Regions from separate parts of the Callithrix jacchus genome. Here region 2 is linked to region 1. Evidence: chromatin contacts called from public Hi-C data. All regions are on one chromosome and are shown on one strand. Each heading gives the region's core, a stretch centred on a gene start, on an enhancer-like site or on the middle of the called end of the contact. The rest is flanking DNA. Distances are from core to core; before and after follow the strand shown. Region 1 holds the start of CBX6 (chromobox 6). Region 2 holds the start of CBX7 (chromobox 7).

Region 1 (5,978 bases), core at 2,581-5,080:
CAGACCCCAGGCCTGGAGAATGAAACATCAAAGCCTGGCCCTGACATGTATGTAGGAGAAAATCCTGGTCCTTGTGGAGCCCTGGCCGCACCCCAGACAGTTCCAGAGGCTGAGGTAGCTGGCTAAGACAGAGACAGAGCATGGAGGTAGAGAGTCCTGTGGGCAACGTCCCACTGGTGTGAGAAGATGCCAAAGAGTCGGGACTGAAAGCAAGGGCTGGGGACAGAGGCTGGGATGTGTGCCACAAGGGGTGTGGGTTTTGCAGATACTCTGGCTCCTACTGCGGCAGGAAGGCTTGTTAGGGGATGGCTGCCCTCAATCCAGGTGGGAGATGGTGGGGACCAAGGGGAAGACCACATCCCCATGGTTGGTCTGTGAGGTCCTTGAGGGTGAGATCTGTTTTGAGGTCTCCCTATTTCACTCCCCACAGCACTGGATGCTTAACCAGTACCTGAAGATAGCCCACATACCCCTCAGACAAGACTAGATTACATTTGACCACAACTCCCAGGAGAGGTGTTTGCTAGGTAAGCAAGTATGTCTTCATTCAGAACGTGGCCTTCACCCCCATGGGAGAAGGGGCTGTGACTCCACGTGGTCCTCCCAGCCCAGCCTGGGGCCTCCAGGTGCTGCTTGGTTAGCGGTCCCTTCCGACACTAGGTGGCAGCACATGAAGCCAGACCTGCCCATGCCAGTGCTGCCCGCTGAGCTCCCAGGGACTGGACCCCCAGACCTTTCCCACACAAAGGCAGGGAAAAGCCCACGCTTTTTTGGCATGGTAAGCAGGACATTCTGCAGGTGCACCCTACAGGAGCTTAGGGGACCCCCACACTCTGTGCCTTTCAGGTTAGGGTTTACTCCTGTGTACTGTCTGAGCTTCCTGACTTCCACAATTATGCTTCCAAGAGTCCAGTGGTGACAGACAGTCCCAGGGGGAGGGGCAAACGGCAGGCCTGGAAAGCAACCCTGGCTCAGCGCGTCTCCTTTCTCTATGTGCACGACCGTCACAGGGCCTGCTACGGCACTCGTGTGATGATCAGAGAGTACGTGGCACCCACTCAGCACAGTGCCTGGTACGCAGCATATAACTGAACAGACCTACTCAGGGGTGGTGGGCCAATAAACAGTGATCTTTTTCCAATGTATGCTTTGCCTACACGGACATCCCTTACTTTACACTTTCTATATATGCATATATTTTAAAAGGGTTCACCCTTCCTCTTCCTCCCGGCATGGACAACTCTGTGAAAGTGGGACCTAGGGCGGCCTGGTGAATTAAAAATAACTGTAGCCGACATGTTTACTGCACTCTGAGCAGGTGACAGGCACAGCTCTGGGGGCTGGGAAGATTCAAGCACCTGGACTCTACCATGGCCTCTCTCCACGTCTGTGGGCAAGTTACTGAACACCTCGGGCCTTTTTCCCCATGCGTAAAACGGAGGGTGGAGGCTATCTCATGGGCCGCTGTTCACTTCAGAGTAGCTCCTGGCAGAAAGCGCTGAGTGTAATTTGCTGACTCTGCCATAATGCTTCTCAGGGAGTCCCAGAGCAATGGGTTTGGCCCAAGCTAATCTCCACAGCCCCTCGCAAATATCCACGCCACTCTAAGGCTACCTGTTTCTTAGGGTCCAGATAAAAATGTCCTTCCTTCTATCTGCGTCTCCATTCCCTGCCACACCAACCCTGCAGCTTTCCTAGTTTCCTCTGTGTGTCTGTCTCACCCCCTCACCCCGACATGGACTCCTCAAGGCACCAGCTGAAGAAAAGGAGACAGGATGAGGCCAGCAAGTTGGACCTCAGGTATGTCACTTTCCCTTCCTGGGCCTTGATTTTTTTATCTGTGAAATCGACATAATACTCCTTACTTCCTGGAGCTGTTGAGAGAATTAAAGAAGATAATCCATGCAGGGGGCTCAGCACTGTATTACGCCCACAGCCAGCTCAGGAACTAAAAGAACTATCAAGAAAAAAGGCGTTTTGTCTATCGATGCTCGTGGTCATACTCGCTTCGCCGCTAGAGGGTGCCCCAGCTGCACTAAGAGGCTGTCACACAGCCCATCAGGCTTCCAGCTGCTCCGCCCATCCCCTCCCCAGAAGCATCAGGGTTAAGGTTACTCCCTGGATCCCCTAGGATGTGCGTCGCTTGGGGATGGAGGTTATAAAAATATGGAATTCTGGAAACCAACATTTCTTTCACTTCTGCTTCTCTTCTCTGAAAAGGAGTCCTCCCACAAAGTCATCAGCTGTTGGGTGGGAGGGGGCCTGAGGCATCCGTAGCGCTACAGGGAGACAGGTGGCCCAGTGAGTCCCACTTGCAGCCTTGCCTGTCACCTGGGGTCATCTTGCCCTTCCTTTCCCAGACTCTGTTTTTCCTTGTCAAAACAAAATAAAAACCCAAATCCTCCAAGATGGCTTCCTCTGGAAGTTCTTCCCTCCCTAGCGGAGGCTAATATGCTATGCTCTCACTCCCACACCCCCATCCTCCAGAAATGGCTGGGCTGGCAGTGGGGGAAAACTGAGGCTCAGAGTCCTAAAGATAGTGGCCCAGCCTGGGTGATAAACTTAGAGTGAAGTGATCTGAGGTCAAATTCAAGTTGGATCTCCGAGAAAGGAGGGGAGCCAGGCAGAACAAATCCTGACAGACAGGGACTGGGGGAAGCCAGGGGCAGGGAGGCAGGTGGTCCCCCAAGTCCTCTCCCTGTGCCCTGCCCAGAAGTGGGACCCCACTCACTCTCCCCCTGGGTCCCAACTCCCAGCACAGACCTAACAACTCAAACCAACGCCCCCTTCCCACGCCATCACCCACCTGCCTCAGCCACCCCTTCCTGGAGCCCTACAGGCACCCCCAGACCCTGCTTTCAAGAGGGAGGATTATCCCCAGTCTCGGGACCCTCTTGTTGAAGCTGAAGCTGGCTGAGGCCTGCCATCAGAGGTTTCTCAGGGGGTTCACAACCACCCCCTGCCCAGCTGGGGCCCCTCTGGAAAGGCCCGCCCGCTTGGGCGGCAGCCGATCTGTCCCTCCCTTCCAGGCCCCGTGCTGTTCCGGGGCTGGGGGCCCGAGAGGGGGATGCTGCTGGGGCTAGGCCAGGTTACCTTCAGGAGGAAAGTTTTGGGTTTAGGTCCCCTCTTCTTGGGTCCATACAGCTCACGCTCCCTCTCCCTGTGGCCGAAAAACACGAGAGGTTAAACAGAGCCCCTTCCCGGGCCCCATTCGCGCTGCCCTTCCCGGCTCTCCCGCTTCCCCGCGCGGCGCCCCAGCTGAGCCTCGGCCCCGCCGCCCCTGCCAGCTTCCCCAACAACTCACTTTTGCTCGAAGGCTGCAATGAGCCGCGAGTCCAGGATGTTCTCCTCCGGCTCCCAAGTGCTGTACCTGCCGAGTCACACACGCACAAAATCAGGATGAAGACCAGAGAGGGACAGCACGCGGCGAAGAGCAAGCGCGCGCACCCCCCCACCCCAGGCCCCGGTGCCCGCTGCCTCCTCTCCCGCGACGCCCCCGGACCCCGCAACACTCACTTGATCGCCCACCCCTTCCATTTCACCAGGTACTCGATGCGTCCCTGAAAAACAGAGAGGAGAAAAAGGGGGATGGGGGTGGGGAGGATGCGGGGACGCGAGGAGGCGGCGGCGCGGGGCTGGGCGAGGGAGCCGGGCTAGCGGGACCGCTTCGCCCCGAAGGCCCCCGGCCCCGGCTCCGGCTGCGGACAGCGGCGGCCCGCCCCGGGCGGCGGCTCACCTTTCGGATCCGCCGTTTGATGATGGATTCGGCCGCGAAGACCCGCTCGCCCACTGCAGACAGCTCCATCTTGCTCAGCGGCACCCACAGCCCATAATACTCCCTGCGCCCGCGGCCGGTGCGGCACCGCTCGCGCACGCGCCGCAGCGCCCAGGCCCCGGCGGGCGGGTGCGCGGCGGGGCGCGCGCTCGCGTTCCAGCTGCGGGCCGTCACGTGACCCTCGCGGCCGGCGCGCGGTTGCCAGGACCTCCCCCTCCCCCGGGGCGGTTGCCAAGGAAAGTCGGCGCTCGCGGGGCGGGGGCGCGCGCTGGCTCTTAAAGGAGCCGCGCCGGGGGCGGGAGCCGCGGCCGGCAGACCGGGTGGGTGCCCGGCTAGTGGGCGCGCTGCGGCCTTACGCTTATCACTCTCCCATCTGGCGGGCGCCGGATCGCCGACAGCCTCTCCTCGCCTCTTAATCCCCACGCGAGTGTCGCCAGCCCCGGGCGGGGAAGGGCGGTGTAGCCCGAGTCTCTCCGCCGTCGCGCGTCTCCCGCAGCAGCCTGGGAAGAGTTAAACGTGATGCAGCAGAAATGCAGTCGCTGTTGCCTTGCCAGCCCGCGGGAATTTCTTTAAAACATCGCCCCCCATCCATTATTTATGTATTCGTGGGAGTGTGGTTTTGTAACCAGTTCGGAAGAGTTAAAACAAAAACGCCACCGCGGAAAAGGGGTGTTCGGCCAATGGGGCCGAGGGAGGCCGGGGTGACCGTGGGCATCTGTCCGCGGCCGGGGTCTCGGGCGACACCTGCCCTCGCCCAGGAGACCGGGGAGGACTCGGCGGAGACGTTGTGGCCGTGGGCGAGGGAGAGGGACCGCGGGCAGGAACGGGCTCCCGGCACCGCACCTCGGGCCCACAGCGGGTCGTCATCTGGTCATTCGGCACAAGCCACCTTCGCGGACCTATCTGTGTTTTCCGATTCCCAGCAGCCCCTCCCGGCCCGCGGACCCGGCCGCGTCCCTCTCCCGGCCCGCAGCTCCTCGAAGCTTCCGCCATTGCTCTGGGGACCCCAGCTTCCTACTTGGGGTGGAGCGCGGGATCCAGCCGGGGCTGTCCGGGAATGGACACACACACAATAGCCCTGCCACGTGAAATGCTCTTTTTTTAAATGTTGAAATTACTTATTTCGCATTATGTTAGTAGTCTTTTTCTTTGTAAAACCATTTAAAAAATACAGATTAAAAAGCAACTGCCCATAACCCCCATAAAACCATTGTTAACCTCTCCACCAGTCTTCCGGCCTCTGCTCCACGCCTACATGAACTCCCCTACACCTGTATACGTATGTATAGGTAGACGTATATGTGTATGTCTATGTGTGTATACACACATACATTGTCCGTAGACTTAATCTTTTAACAAAATGGGATCACGCTGTTCACACTGTTCTGCTTTTCTCCCTTAATGCTGTAAAGTGGACATCTTTCAGTGTCATTAAATACAGTTGTCACCATCTTTCACTGAGCACCTTGGGGCTGAGACGGGGTGAGGACTAATGGGGAAGTCGAAATCAGGGTTGTGTCTTGCGAACATCACTGGTTCATTAGGAAAGAATTTTAGATTTCTGTGCTACCATGCCAATTCTTGGGTTCCAAATCCACCATATCAAAATGTTAGTCTTTTCATCCCTGCAGATTTGTCCCATCATTACCTGGAGAGAAATCCCTCTCCTCATTTAAAATCATGTGTTCCAGGGAAACAGCTATTTGCTGGCCAGCCCAAGGTGAGCTGCTGCCTTCCTGGGAGACGTGGGTGGTGGATGGGCAGGTGAGTGGAGTGGGTATGAGAGAGAGAGTGTGTCTGTATGTTCAGGCTGAGGGAGACAGGAGGGGATGAAGCAGGTGTGTCCATTTGTTGATTCATCAAGCAGTGTGTGAGCCCTAGTGAAGCCCCAGGCTTTGTGTGAAACCATCAGGAAACACTGGCTGAGGAGCTCTCAGTGGGGTGAGAAAGGCATCTGTCACACAGTGTGACTAATGCTAGAATAAAGGTGTAGGAATTTCTCGTTGCTGCTGTCACAAATTAACACAAGCTCGGTGGCTTAAAATGACTCAAATTTGTTATCCGATGACTCTGGAGGCGGGAAGTCCCAAATCAGTGTTAACTGGGCCAAAGTGAAGGTGTCCTCAGGGCTGGTCCCTTTTGGAGGGTCCAGGAGAGTATCTGTTCCATGCCTCATCCAGCTTCTAAATGTTGCTGGCATTTC
Region 2 (5,978 bases), core at 1,609-4,108, 220 kb after region 1:
TCTCAGAGTGTGGTGCATTCCTTGACTCGCTCAGGTGCAACAATTCAGTGAGTGAAGCCCCTCCATGCCAGAACTTTAAGACCAAGATATGAAACCTCCTCAGAGAGGCTTTCCCTAGCAACCCTCTCCCATGCTGTCTTCACCGGCACCTTGCAGTTCTATTTCTGCGGAGCACACAGCTCCATCTGAAGGCATCTGTCTGTATCTCCTCATTCACTGTGTGGTGCCTCTGCAGAATGCCAGCTCCCAGAGGGAAGGGATGGATCCCTGGGGCTTACTTAGACTGGTGCCTGGTACATGATAGATCCTCAATAAGTATTTTGAGTGACTGGCCGAAGAAATGATGGTCTCGATCTCTTGCACTACCCTGCGAGCCCCATCGTAGAGGGCGTTAGTGTTGTACCTGCTTCAGGCTACACAGCATGAAAAAGCACTGAGCTTTGTGGAATAAATTCATTCTCTTTTAAGTTGAGGAAACCCTAGGAAAAAGGAAGAGAAGGAGGAACAGCTGCCTCAATCAGAAGAGTAGAACCCCAAGCAGAGTTGAAGGAAGAAAGATGCTCCTGACCACCTTGACCTTCACCCTTGGCCCAAGATGCCAGGACTGAGATTTCTCTATGGAGAAAGAAGATGGGCTGGCAATCAGCCCAGCTGAGCTCCTGCTCTACCTCTCTAACTCGCTGAGTGACCTTGAGCAGGTCACTTCTTCTGCGCCTCAGTTGTTTTTTTTTGAGACGGAGTTTCGCTCTTGTTACCCAGACTGGAGTGCAATGGCACAATCTTGGCTCACTGCAACCTCCGCCTCCTGGGATCAGGCAATTCTCCTGCTTCAGCCTCCCCAGTAGCTGGGACTACAGAAGCACACCACCATGCCCAGCTAATTTTTGTATTTTTAGTAGAGACGGGGTTTCACTTTGTTGACCAGGATGGTCTCGATCTCTTGACCTCGTGATCCACCCGCCTCGGCCTCCCAAAGTACTGGGATTATAGGTGTGAGCCACCACATCCCGCCAAGCCTCAGTTTTTGTCTCTGTTAAATGGGAGGAGGTACCCTAGGGCCCCTCCCAGTCCGCCTGGAGCCTCCCAAAGGGCTGCAGGGAGGAGGAGACAAAGGAAGGACAGTAGTGAGTACCAGGAGAGGAACTTCTCCCCAAGCCTAACCTCCAGCCTTGGGCAAGCCCCCTTGCCAAACAAGTGCACAGGAGGTGTAGACGCCAGGCCGGGACAAAGTCCAGCCCCAACTGTGGGGTTCTGAAACTAGCAGATCAGACACCTCCTTAAATTGCAGGGTGTTATGTTTTGAAGGAGAAGGCAGATGGGATAAGGAGCCTAGGGGATGCCCCATCGCAGGGGGCGGGCTTCTGAGCCCTGGCCGGGCTAGGAGTTGAGGTGGGGTTGGGGCGGGGAAGAAGGATGTGCTCGGGTGGGGGTAGAGGCAACCAGATCGGAGAAGGCCAAAGTCCAGCAGGAGAACTTCTGAGGCCGGAGGAGGCTTTTCCAAAGCTCCACTTACTCGAAAGGACTTGGTGCCAAGCATCCAGAGTCCCGAGTTCAAGACCCAGCTCTGACACTAATGTGCTAGGCAAGTCCTTTCAACTTGGGCCTCAGTCTCCCCATATTTACAATAAAAGGGGAGCGCGGCGGGATGGTGCTCAGGATCCCTATGTCCGATCCCAGTCTCCAGCTCAGGCGAGCTCGGCCACCCCTAACATCCTGGAGAGACAACTTTTATTCTACTCGTCCTACACGGTGGCAGGGAAACTGAGGCACGGACTGGGGAGACGGGCCCAGCAGCGCAGGGCTGCAGGCGCTCCGCGCCCCGCTTTCCCCCTCAGCCCCAGCGTGGACGGAGCGGTGCTGGGGACGGGAGGGACCCCACCGGGGTCCTGGGAGCCGCCCCCGGGCAGCCTCACCTTCCGCACACGCTTCTTCCGGATGCTCTCCACGGCGAACACCTGCTCGCCGATTGCTGACAGCTCCATGCGGGGCGGCAGGGGAGCGGGCCCGGGGCCGGGCCGGGGGCGGAGCTGCGGGGCCGCGGCTGCGGCGCGCGATGCTGGGGCTGGCGGGGTCCCTGTCACCCTCGCCCGGGCGCGCACGCGCGCGCGTACGCGCGCACACCCCCTCGCGCTCCCTCACGCCGCCGACGTTCCATTTTTGAACCTGCGCAACGTTTTCAGCGGCGCCAGCGAGCGAGCGCGCGCAAGGAGGGGGCGGGGCAGGAGCGCGCAGGCCGGCCGCCGGGCTCTGCTCGCGCCCTGTGGGTCAGCCCCGCCCCCGAACCCGGGTCCTCCCCCGCCGTAGCCCCGCCCCGGGATCCGCCCCCCCCGCGTTGCTATTGGGCGGCGCGCCGCGTGCGCCGGGACGCGCGACTTACTTGTCTCGGGCGCCGGCTGGGGCGGGGCGGGGCGGAGGCTCGCGCGTCGCTTTTCGCTGTGTTGCCGGGTCAGGACGTGCTCCTTAATTCCTCCGCGGGCGCCTCACAGCCTCCCGGTGACTGCGAGGGGCCGAAACGGCTGGGCTCTGTGGGGCCGACGACAAAGTCGAGGCTCAAAGCAGGGAGGTCATTTGCCCACCTCCCGCAGCGGACGAGACGGGCCCGGGGCCCTTGAGTTGCCGGAGGGCCGGGACCCAGAAGGCTTCCCACCGTGTCCGGTCGTCGCAGGGCTGAGGTCTCCCTAATCCCGCCTTCGCCGCGGCGCAGTTTGGCCGGCGTCTCCACATCCGTCCGGCCACCCCTTCATCCTCCCCTATGTCAGCCCACCCGACCCTCCAAGGTCGATGCCGAGACGCGCGGGTCAGAAGCGGGCGCTACTGCCTCGAGGGCTCCCAGGCCCGGCCCTGGTTCGCGGCGGAAGCGGCCGCGGTGAGCTGAGGTTCCCCGGGGACGGATTTTGCCGCCGCGCTGCCCCAGCCTCCCCCAGGCCCGCCCGCACTGGGCGCCTGGTGTGTAGTAGGGGCTCAGCCATTTGTGGCACCAGGTCCGACACGAACTCTTGATTCCCCACCCCTTCCTTTTTGGCTAACGCGCCTCCATTCCTCGCGGGGAGCCGGGAGTCGTCCCTGCTCCTTCCTGCACTGCCCGCAACTCCTGGCGCTCAGTCCTCCCCTCAGGGACTCGGGTCGGCCGGCTCTCACCGCCCGGGGGGGGCGTCGCTTCTCTGGACCACAGCAGAGACCTCGCGGAGCTGCCGTCCCTCCGATCTCGGCCACAAAGTGCCAGAGTGCGCGGCTAAAATGCAGATCTGACGGCGTCGCCCTGTGCTGAAAAACTTTCCTCCTTATTCCCCTCAGAATAAAATCCAACACCTCTTTCTGGCACTCAGAAAAAGGGAATAATAGATTCACACCTGACTTTTCATCAAGAAGAACGGAAGCCAGAGAGAAAATAACCATCATCTTAGAATTATATATTCAATGAAAATGTCTTTAAAGGATTATCCGGTATGAAGCAGATGTATCCAGAACGTAGGGGAAATCATGGCACTCAGAAATACAAAAACTTAATAGTCTGCCACTGGCCGACTCTCCGGAGGGAGATTCCAAAGCGGGAACTTCAGGCAGGAGAAAGATGATCCCAGACGGAGCTCTCATGCAACAGGGAATAAAGAAAAATGAAGAACATTGATAGTGTGAAACAATAGCAGTGTCTTCTGGATGAAAACATTTGGAATACACAGCAGTGATGGTATATACTTGGGTGAGTGGAGTTAAAGTGTTTTAAGATCCTTGTATTCTTCAGGAGGAAGGTGAAGATAAGGTTTCAAACACACTGACAGATTGAAGAATCCAGGTTGTCGTTACTGGGATGAACACTGTAGGAGTGGAAATGCAGTGTATATTTATCCAAATGATTGGAGGAGGAAAAAGAATGATCAAACCAACCCAGGCAACCCTAAAGCAGGCAAGAATGGAGAGAAAAATAAATACAAGATGAGGCGGGGATGGCACAAATAGACGATAGCTATAAATTCAGATATTCTGCGATTCAGTAAATGCAAGTGGACTAAATAATGCAGTTTAAATACAAAGATTGTCAGAATGCATACATTGCTACATGCATTTTACAAGATAAATCCGCAAGAGACACTTGCAAAACGTAAAGGTAGTGAAGGTCAAAAGTAAGCACATGGGGGAAAAGTACCATGCAAATGCTAACAAAAAGAAGGCTGGGGCCGTTACGTTAATATCGAGGGGGAAAACATCACTAGAAATAACTAAGGTCACTTCATAATGAAAAGTGTCCAATTCACCAGAAAAAGAGAACAATTCACATTTGTATGCAAATACCATAGTCTTAAAATATAAGAAACAAGAAGAGAGGTAGAGGGAGAGATAGACAATTCCACAATTATAGTGGGAGGTTTTAACACATCCCTCTGTAATTGGTAGGAGAAGACAACAAATATTCAATAACATAGGAGATTAAAACATAATTAATAACTAATGGACTTTCATAGCACACTATCAACAATGGTAAAATTCTTCTCTTTTCAAGACATACAGGATACCTACAAAAACATTTAATTTCAATAAATTTCAAAAGCTTGAAATAACAGTACATTCTCTGACCACAACACATATAAGCCGGAGATGAATAATAAAAAGTTTTCTTCAAAGCCCCATGTGTTTGGAAAGTAAGAAGCACTTTTTTTTTTTTCTTTTCCTTGTTTTGAGATGGAGTTTTTGCTTTTTCGCCCAGGCTGGGGTGAAGTGGCAGGATCTCGGCTCACTATAACCTCTGCCCCTGGGGTTCAAGCAATTCTGCCTCAGCCTCCCTAGTACCTGGGATTATAGGCACCCCCCTTCCCCGGCGAATTTTTGTCTTTTTAGTAGAGACAGGATTTCACCATGTTAGCCAGGTTAGTGTCCAACTCCTGACTTCAGGTGATCCACCTGCCACAGCCTCCCAAAATGCAGGGATTGCAGGCGTGAGCCACTGAAGAAGTATGTTTTTATGTTAACTAATGGTTCAAAAAAAGAAATTGTAATAGAAATTATGAATATATATGTATGTGTGTGTATATATATACACGTGTGTTTTTTTTTTTTCTTTTTCAGACGGAGTAGTTTTGCTCTTGTTGCCCAGGCTAGAGTACAATGGCATGATCTCGGCTCACTGCAACCCTCATCTCCTGGGTTCAAGTGATTCTCCTTCGTCAGCCTCCCAGGTGGCTAGAATTACAGGCATGTTCCACCACACCCAGCTAACTTTTTGTATTTTTAGTAGAGACGGGGTTTCTCCACCTTGGTGAGACTGGTCTTGAACTCCCAACCTCAGGTGATCCTGATAACCCACCTCAGCATCCCAAAGTACTGGGATTACAGGTGTGAACCACCATGCCCGACCTATAAAATATTTTTAACCGCTCTTCCACAGCCGCCTGTGGGAATGGAAATCTGTCCCACATGCCAGAAGCCAACTGATGGTAATGACTGCGCCACTCCGTGTCCTACCACATGGATCCTCTGTGTGTGTCCTCGAGAGATGAGCTCACCAAAATGGCCAAGTCCAGGCAAGCAAACTGTGAGGGAAACTTTGAATCCCTGAACCTTATGGAATTTGCTGAGAAGCAGCCATGGTAGCATAAGCTGTTCCAGCAGGAATCTGGACCTTTGGCCGAAAAGTATAGCATGGCAACCCATCCGTTCACTGGAGGTGTCACTGAGTGGTGCACGGGTTTCATATTCCACAAGGTTGGAAAGTTGGCTGCAACAGTTGTGGGAGGTGGATTTTTTTTTTCCTTCAGCTGGCAAACCATACTGGGTACATCAAAGTTGACTGGCAACGAGTGGAGAAGGACATAGAGAAAGCCAAAGAGCACCTGAAGAAGCTAAGAGCAATCAGATACCTACCAGGGTCAGGAGCAAAGCTGAGGAGGAGGTGGTGTCATTTGTGAAGAACAATGTTCTAGTGACTGGGGGATTTTTCAGAGGCTTTCTGCTTGGCATGGCATCCTAAGAAGGATGACCTTATT

Evidence for each region. Hi-C and Micro-C count contacts between places; a contact is called where the count stands out from the background.
Region 2: a Hi-C map of skeletal muscle shows a contact between it and region 1, with 4 times the contacts expected there. The contact joins the promoter of CBX7 here to the promoter of CBX6 in region 1. A contact is called at or near these places in 3 of 3 Hi-C or Micro-C datasets (induced pluripotent stem cells and skeletal muscle).

What each region holds. Positions count from the first base shown.
Region 1 is chr1:209,741,537-209,747,514 of calJac240_pri, forward strand. It overlaps CBX6 (chromobox 6), which reads right to left and starts at 3,831. Exons shown (of 5, transcript XM_035273026.3): 1 at 3,737-3,831; 2 at 3,517-3,560; 3 at 3,305-3,370; 4 at 3,094-3,160. The coding sequence starts at 3,805.
Region 2 is chr1:209,962,918-209,968,895 of calJac240_pri, forward strand. It overlaps CBX7 (chromobox 7), which reads right to left and starts at 2,859. Exons shown (of 6, transcript XM_078341110.1): 1 at 2,378-2,859. It also overlaps the pseudogene LOC144578160.